Linked DNA regions of Zea mays: region 1 is linked to region 2. The links are chromatin contacts, called in public Hi-C maps. All regions are on one chromosome and are shown on one strand. Each heading gives the region's core, a stretch centred on a gene start, on an enhancer-like site or on the middle of the called end of the contact. The rest is flanking DNA. Distances are from core to core; before and after follow the strand shown. Region 1 has its middle 66 kb from the start of LOC103647057. Region 2 holds the start of LOC103647051.

Region 1 (4,034 bases), core at 479-2,978, 150 kb after region 2:
AACCGGTGTTTCTCGAGCGAGAAACTCGTCCCTGGCATAGCCTCTTGAGGGCAAAGCCGATGACCTTTTCATAAAAAGAGATTAGAAGAAAGAAAGAATTATTTGGATGCTGGATTTTTTATTCCGAATCTTTGAAGTGGCTGGGTTTTTAGAGTTTGATAATGTAAATGTTAAAGCACTGATATATTCAACATAGGATGTATATACCTTCCTAAACCCCTTGCTACATAAATGATAGGAATTAAACAAAATGATGACTTAGGTCTGTTGTATGACACATTAATGATCGAGTCACATGTGGATTCATTTTACCATCAATATCAAGTTGCAGAGATAAGTTTTATATTTTATATCATATATATCATCAAACTAAGCCGAATTCACTATTTACTATGTTTTTTTCACAATATGTCGTATCAGAAATATCATACGAATACGTTTCATATTTAGAAGTATCTAGTATACTCACTAACATATAAGACAGTTCTTATAGTCTATACGACTCTAATAATATCTTTATTTTAGATGACTTCATATATAAAAGTGTCTAATATACTAGCCAAAATCTAAGACAATTCTTGCAATCTTAATGACTCAAAAGATATATTTATTTGAGACGGTTTTCAATAACAATCCATCTTAAATCAATATAAGACATTTCTTACTATGTAACTGTCTTAAAACACTTCTTTATTGAAGACGGATCTCCAACCAACCGTCTTATCTTACTCATGACCATATAATAAAAGACGCTTCTATAAAATGCATTGATATCCGTCTTAAAATGTGCGTCTTAAATAAGCATATCTCTAGTAGTGTCAGAAGCTGAAAAAAGCTAAAACAAACAGTGCCTTTATAATGTGTTTGGTTTGAGAAATAAGCTAGTCCATCAACTTCTCGTTACTCATTTTTTATTTGGTTTGTGGAATAAAATGAATTGATCCATCACGACCTTATTTCTCATAGTTAGTTATTTAATACTAACATGAGGAATAGGATCATCCCATCAAATTTAATGAATAAACATATGATGCACCACATCTTGGATGGAGTGATTCTTCAAATTAAACACCCCCTAGTGTCAACGAAGATGCCAGGCACGTCGCAGCTTTATAACTCTTTTCTGTATGATTTCAAAGAATAGCTGGTGGACAAATCCTCTAGTTTAAATATATGGACTAAAACCTAGTTGGCCTAAAATTTAGATGGGCTAAAAATCAGTTGAGCTAAAGTTTAGGTAAGTAAATCATTTTTAGTTTAACCGACTAATGGACTAATGCTTGCTTTCTATTCCATCTAGCGTGGAAGGAAACTAAAAATTTGCTAGATTCACTTTTAGTTCAAATGTCTGGATACCGGCCTCGACCTAAAGTTTTGGTGACAAAAGTTTAGTTGGAGATAGCAAACAGGCCTGGTCGCTACATATTTTTCAGAGGAGCGGTGCAGAGAAACTAATCAACATCTTGCTATACTTAATATAAACCCTACGGCCCCTAGTCTAGATTCAGAAGAAAGAGAGAGAGAGAGAGAGAGAGAGAGATGACCTGTGCTTGTGTATTCAGAAAACAAGATGGCAGGAAAACAAGGCGCACATCCACAGCCGGACGGGTGACATCTTTGTGCATCGATCGCACGGAGGTGGTTGAGGCGATGGAGCGAGTTATACCATCGCCTGCAGGCTGCAGCTGCAAAAGCATTGAAGCAGCGGAAATGATGGATGGCACTGAAACACAGTACTGTACTACGTGGGCTGAAAGATGCTGTCCATGTTGCCTCGGCCAACAGCCTCCTCCTGGGTTGCAGAAAAGCAGCAGCGGCAAGCTTCATAAAATGCCTGGAGGAGCGAGAGGATGCATGGAGGTCTGGAATCTTTGGACAAATTTTACACCCTGCTCTGCTCTTCTGTGAACCACCGTCTCCTCCTCAAGCAACAACTATGGTCATCTCAACGTGTCCATCCAATTTTTACTCTGCTTGTTACTAGACCTGTCGTCTCATAAGTAGCGGTAGCTAGATCTCAAGGGACCATCTCAGACTGAGCGCAACGGTGAACGCTACCGCGCCCCTCCCCTTGCATGTCGGTTGTAGGGGGCACCCTATGGCCACAGCGGTGCCCCCTACAGCGCCCCCTACGTGTCGGTCTCCTTCTCTCTCTCCCCAGATCTAGCGTGTCACTGTTCATCACCCTAAACACTGTGCTGTGGGTCCACGAGTAATTATTAGTAGATAAAAAATTGATAATTGGTATAGAAAATGATATTTTATAGTGGTAGTGGGGTATATGGGGAGTATTTAGGGGGAACCGCTGCGGGAGATGAAAAAATAGGAGGAAAATAGGGGGAAAAGTGATATAGGGGGAAAAATTTAGAGGTAACAGTTGCGGATAGCCTCATTCCCTTATTTTATCTGCAACGACTTGCTACATTAGCCATTTAGCCGCATGCAATGCAGTGCAGTGCAGGCTGATCATGATCTGTTAGACAGCTGGCTGGCATAGGTGTGGGTCACCTGTCACTGTCACGGGTAGAAAAGAGCTCTAAGGGGGTGTTTGGTTCTGTGGACTAAAGTTTAGCCCGGGTCACATCAAGCGTTTGACTTTCAAATAGGAGTATGAAATATAGACCCAACCAACTGTACTAGATTCGTCTCACTTTTTAATCTTCGGCTGAGAAATTAGTTTTATAATCCGACTACATTTAATACCCCGAACGGAGGTTCAAACATTCGATGTGATAGGGGCTAAATTTTAGCAGGGGCAAACCAAACACCCCCTAAGTCTACGGTGGAATCTAATTTTTACTAATAGTTTCGGTTATCGCGCATCAATGATAGAATATATGTGGTCTCGATCCCACAACTGCTAGTGGAACAGATTTTCACTCAGCGGTTCGCTTAGTAGAACCAGAAGTAAAAAAATCATCAATTTTCACAGGCGGGTTGTTTAAGAAACCGCCAGTGTAAATGAGAATTGCACTAGCGGTTTAGTTACTTGAAATGTCAGTAAAAATTGACGATTTTCACTAGCGGTTTTATTAAGCGAACCGTCTATGATTTTTTTTCACATTCAGTAATAAAACGAACCGCAGGTGATGTTTTTGGTATAACTATCCCTTCTTCTCCCTGAACTCCACAACTTCTCGCAGCCACGTGCCATTGTCACGATTTTGGAGTTCCAAATTTCGTAAAATACAAGAGAAGAGGTTTTGATCTTAGTTTTTTGATCAAGGTTGTTAAGAAAGGTTGGTTTATATTTCTCTTGTCAATTTTTGTTCATTCTTCTTCAATTTTAGTCTCATTTGGTTTACCATGTGTTAGGAAGAAAGTAGCTAGTTTATTTTCTATATTTCCTCAAATGAGGTTGCTTAAGACGATTTGATTATGTCTATCATCTCTCCCTTTTCATATTTAGTTCTCAATTTAGTTTATCCAATATATATTTAGTTGTTTAATGAATGATGTATGTATTTGTATGAAGAGAGAGGAAGATAGGTTTGCTAATTAGGATTTTTTATTAGTTGCTAGAAAATGTTGGTTATGTTTCTCTTGCCAATTTTTATTCATTCTTGTTCAATTTTAGCCACATTTTGGAACTAGTCTTTCACCATGTGTTAGAGAGAAGAGTAGCTAGGTTTTTGTCTCTATTTCCTCAAATGAGGTTGCTTAAAATGGTTAGATATTCTCTCTCCCCTCTCTCCTTTTCATGTTTAGTTTTCAACTCAGTTTATCCATGATATATTTAGTTGTTTAATGAATGGCGCATGTGTTTGTATGGAGAGAGAGAGAAAGATAGGTTTGGTAATTAGGCTTTTTTTATTAGTTGCTAGGAAATGTTGGTTATGTTTCTCTTGCCAATTTTTATTCATTCTTGTTCAATTTTAGCCACATTTTGGAACTAGTCTTTCACCATGTGTTAGAGAGAAGAGTAGCTAGGTTTTTTGTCTCTATTTCCTCAAATGAGGTTGCTTAAAATGGTTAGATATTGTCTCTCCCCTCTCTCCTTTTCATATTTAGTTCTCAAATCAGTTTATCTGTGA
Region 2 (3,944 bases), core at 476-2,975:
ATAAACCACTCCAAACCCACCCCTACCGATTACACATGAGAAATCATTTGTAATACTTTTTAAGAATGCATATGATAGCATGACTGGCTCTGCATTAGCATCAGTTAATATGTGCTCAAGGGCTTGATCTTCATTCTCCTGATCGTCCATTTCTGCAAAAAAAAAAAGAATAATAACATATAGAGTGGATTGTGTACAGTACAGGTTTTCTAAAGGGTGCAGTATTCTATGTTTTTTTGTATTAACTAGAACAGCATATTACTTATAGTCCCTCCCAAAGAAAAATAGATAAGACTAAACAGAACTAAAAAGATTAATGCACCATGTCTGTAGATCAATTGCAATGTTATATGTATTATTGCACACAGTAGCAGAAGTCAAGATTGATGTTAGTCTGCTCCATATTAGACCTTATATCGTGTAGACTATATGGGAGTATCACATAAACTAGTGCAAACCTTACAATAATTTGAAAGGTTACATGTTTACTCGTGTTGTTTCTGTATGAAAATTAATCATGGCATACTAATACTGTGCGTACTGCCTGCTTCCACACTCTACCAAGACAGGTCAGTTCAACATCTATGCTCAAAGGAAACATGTAAACGTGCCTAATTATTCAAGCCCTACTTTCGACAGATTATAGGTGTTCTTAATTGAAGCAATTACTTTACAGTGGATGAAATTCAGCACTTGTTTATATAAAACCGTGCAGGCCTTAAGTTATTTTTTAGCTTGACAAACTACTAGGAAGTTCAATCAGCCGAAAGAAAAAGGGAAAATAAACATCCAGCAGCGAAGACGAATTTGCTCTAAACATATTAGCGTGTCATAACCTTGAGATTAGGAAGGGGCCAGAGCAAGAATCGGGGTGGTTAAACTTGAGCTTGCAATGTTCGGTCAATTTTTTCGAGAAAACCACTGTTAGAGCATCTCCAAGAGACACTCCATTTTCGACGCTCTATATAACACTCTATTTACATCTTTATAAAGATTACATTCTATATGTAGCATCTTACCCCAACAGACTCCCTATTTAGTTTGGCTAGTCAGCGGCTAGCCAAATTTAGCTAGAGAGGGAGCCAATTTGAAGAGCCGGATAACTTGACAACTTAGATGGCTAGTCTGTTAGAGAGTTATTTTGCTATTGAGTAGCCAAAATTTGGTTTGCTGAGCCATTTGACTAATCTCTTGGAGATGCTCAGCATTCTAGTTAAGATACAATCATACAACGCAGCCAAAATCAATAAAAACATTAAACTTTACCAAACAATTTGATTGGGTACGGTGTTATATATTAGTACTAACCTGGAAGAGGGGCCTTCCGCCGGCTGGCCGAGACCTTCTTGGAGCAGTGACCAACCAGATCTATGGAAGAAGCTCCAACTGCGAATGGCCTCCCGCTAGCTAAAGAGATGAACCAAGCCCGGAGGCCGGAGCCGCGGATAATGCTGATGAAGTGGGGTGCAGATGACTGACACAGAGGAGTTTACGCAGATCTGACGGGGCAGTCGGAAGAATAACTCTTCTTGGCACTAATTAATTAATATTCTTTTGTGAAGATTGAGACTATATAAGAGTTGACTGACCCGTTCAACTTACATTCTCTGTTTTTTTTTTCTCCACGCGGACGAGGTCCACCGGCTTTTCCGCGTTGACAAGCCCAAGCAGATGAGACTCCACGCGGACGAGGTCCACCGGCTTTTCCGCGTTGACAAGCCCACGCAGATGAGATTTTTGACATTATTAAGGGCCTGTTTGAGAGAGCTTTGCTTCAAAAACTTCAGCTTTGGTTTTCAAGTTTCACCATAAAACAGCTCCAGCAAATTGTTAAGGTGAGTTCTAGGAGCGTTTGGTTTGTATATGGACTCCAACTTCTATAGTACAATTGATTTGTGTGGGTTTCCTTGATTACCCTTGATGATTAGTGGGTTGTCGCCAGAGAGAACGGAAGTTGTATGTTGCGAAACCAGTGGCATGGTGGGTAATTTTCGTACAGCTTCATGAGTAGATATAAAAACAGTGTTTTTGAAGCACCCTCTAAGGAGCTTCATGAATTTCATGAAACGGGCCTCTAGTTTCAATTTTTTTAAAACTAAAGCTCGTGGAGTTAGACCTGTTTGGGTTGAAGAAATTCGAACGAAATTGAAATTCTTGAAGTGAAACTCTCCCAAACAGGGCCTAAACACGGTACGCTCGGCTTTGACCGATCATAGAGACAGGGAGAAATTTGACAATTTGAAAACCCACACAACGCTACTATAGACTCAAATTAGCTCTTCGGCGCCTCGGACAGCTATTAAGCAGTTGGAGGTCACGCCGTCACCTAGTCGTCACATTTCTCTACCCTTACAACTCCTCCTTCATCCTGAGTATTCCTCTTCTGCAGGAATCCTAGTCAGAGAACCTTCGGAATGGAGTGTACTCCTCTTGTTGAAGTTATAGCCGAGCTCGTGCAGCAGTCGTAGCTGCAGCTGAGGCTCGTTCCGTGGCCATCATTGCGGAGAAGGAGACGATCGCTGCTGTGCAGTATGTAGCCATTGCCGCGACAAGGTTGAAGGAGTCGTTGAATCATTGAAGAACTCAACCTTTGTTTATGCTAATATTTCTCGATACCGTTTATTTTCTTGGAGATCCCCAATGGGTGATTAAGGCCTATAGGGTGCTACATGCAGTAGAAGAATTTGAAAAGGGAGGTAGCTAGTTTAGGGTTTGTTAACCAATTAGTAATGCATAATTATGTAAATGTATGTTGTGTGAAGAAATGGGAAGGGATGTAGCTATTGTTTGTCTAGTGTTGGAGACTTGTTCTCAAATGCTATAAATTAAGAACAAGGCAACACAAAAAGAGGTTAATGGTTAATGTCATTCGTCCTTCGAAGCATTATTTCCCTTTGGATATAACGATCTTCGGACGAAGGTCATGAAGGACGTACCTTAATCATCATAGTATACATCAATGAAAGAAGTAGCATATGAAACATGCGAAATAACATGAATAATCATATGACATCATTAATATATCTTTATTATATCATCATAGATGAATAAGAACAATATTGAATTACATTTGTACCTTCGGCTTGACAGAAGGCAAAAGTCCAAGCATGACGCACGAGCGAATACAAGCCATCGTGAACAGTACGGGGGTACTGTTCACCTATTTATAGGCACGGGACGCAGCCCGGTCAAAATTACATTTATGTCCTTGACAACTAGTTACAATCATGACACAAATTATCATGGACCGATTGGTCTTTTCCTCTTTAAGTCGGTGCAGCCCTTCGTCTCAAGGCATGTCGCTTATGCCGAAGCTCCCTGGATGGTAGCTTCGGCGTGTACCTTCGCGTTGTATTTGTTTATGTGCTGATCTTCCGAAGGTGTTTCTTCTTAAAGGACCTTCAGCGACGAAGCAGACCCCAACAGTAGCCCTTCGCGGTGCTAGATCGTTTTTCGTAACGAGCTTGATCCGTGAAAAATCTCTAAGGCTTCGGAATGCCGAAGGTCCGAAAAACACCTTCCCTGAGCTCGTTGCCGAGAAATGATTAAAATATTCCGAGCGCGAGGTGGCCCACCATGCGGCGGGTTCGCACGATGTGGCGATTCACCTCCCAAGCGCCGAGTGGTCCACCGTTCAGCGGGTGCGGGCAACTTGGCGATTCACCTCCCACCTGTAGCACTATATAAACAGACGGGTAGGTATGAAGTTACCACAACATTCATTGTCATTGCACTGTTGTGCTGTTGAAAAATTTAACCATAGCCGAAGCTTTTTCACTGCATTCTCGAGCAAACCATCATCTTGAATTAGCTTCGTCAAAAGAGGGAGCTTCGTCAAAAAACTGTAAAAACATCAGCTTCGTAAAAACTGCAAAAAATTCATCATCAGATGGCCAAAGTGCGCTCGACTGCGAGGGTGACCCGTGAAGGGGAGGAGACTGAAG

What was found. Hi-C and Micro-C count contacts between places; a contact is called where the count stands out from the background.
Region 1: a Hi-C map of tassel shows a contact between it and region 2, with 4 times the contacts expected there. The contact joins the enhancer-like site here to the promoter of LOC103647051 in region 2. A contact is called at or near these places in 6 of 25 Hi-C or Micro-C datasets (ear, leaf, tassel and 1 more).

Annotation. Positions count from the first base shown.
Region 1 is chr2:145,467,818-145,471,851 of Zm-B73-REFERENCE-NAM-5.0, forward strand. No RefSeq gene overlaps it. Among protein-coding and RNA genes, the nearest start is that of LOC103647057, 66 kb to the right of the region's middle. Within about 2 kb of position 1,729, at least 6 of the 20 cell types and tissues checked have an H3K27ac peak or open chromatin away from gene starts, as enhancers often do. A contact at or near this core is called in ear and tassel, where this site is marked.
Region 2 is chr2:145,318,278-145,322,221 of Zm-B73-REFERENCE-NAM-5.0, forward strand. It overlaps LOC103647051, which reads right to left and starts at 1,726. Exons shown (of 17, transcript XM_035965350.1): 1 at 1,603-1,726; 2 at 1,309-1,499; 3 at 1-152. The coding sequence starts at 150.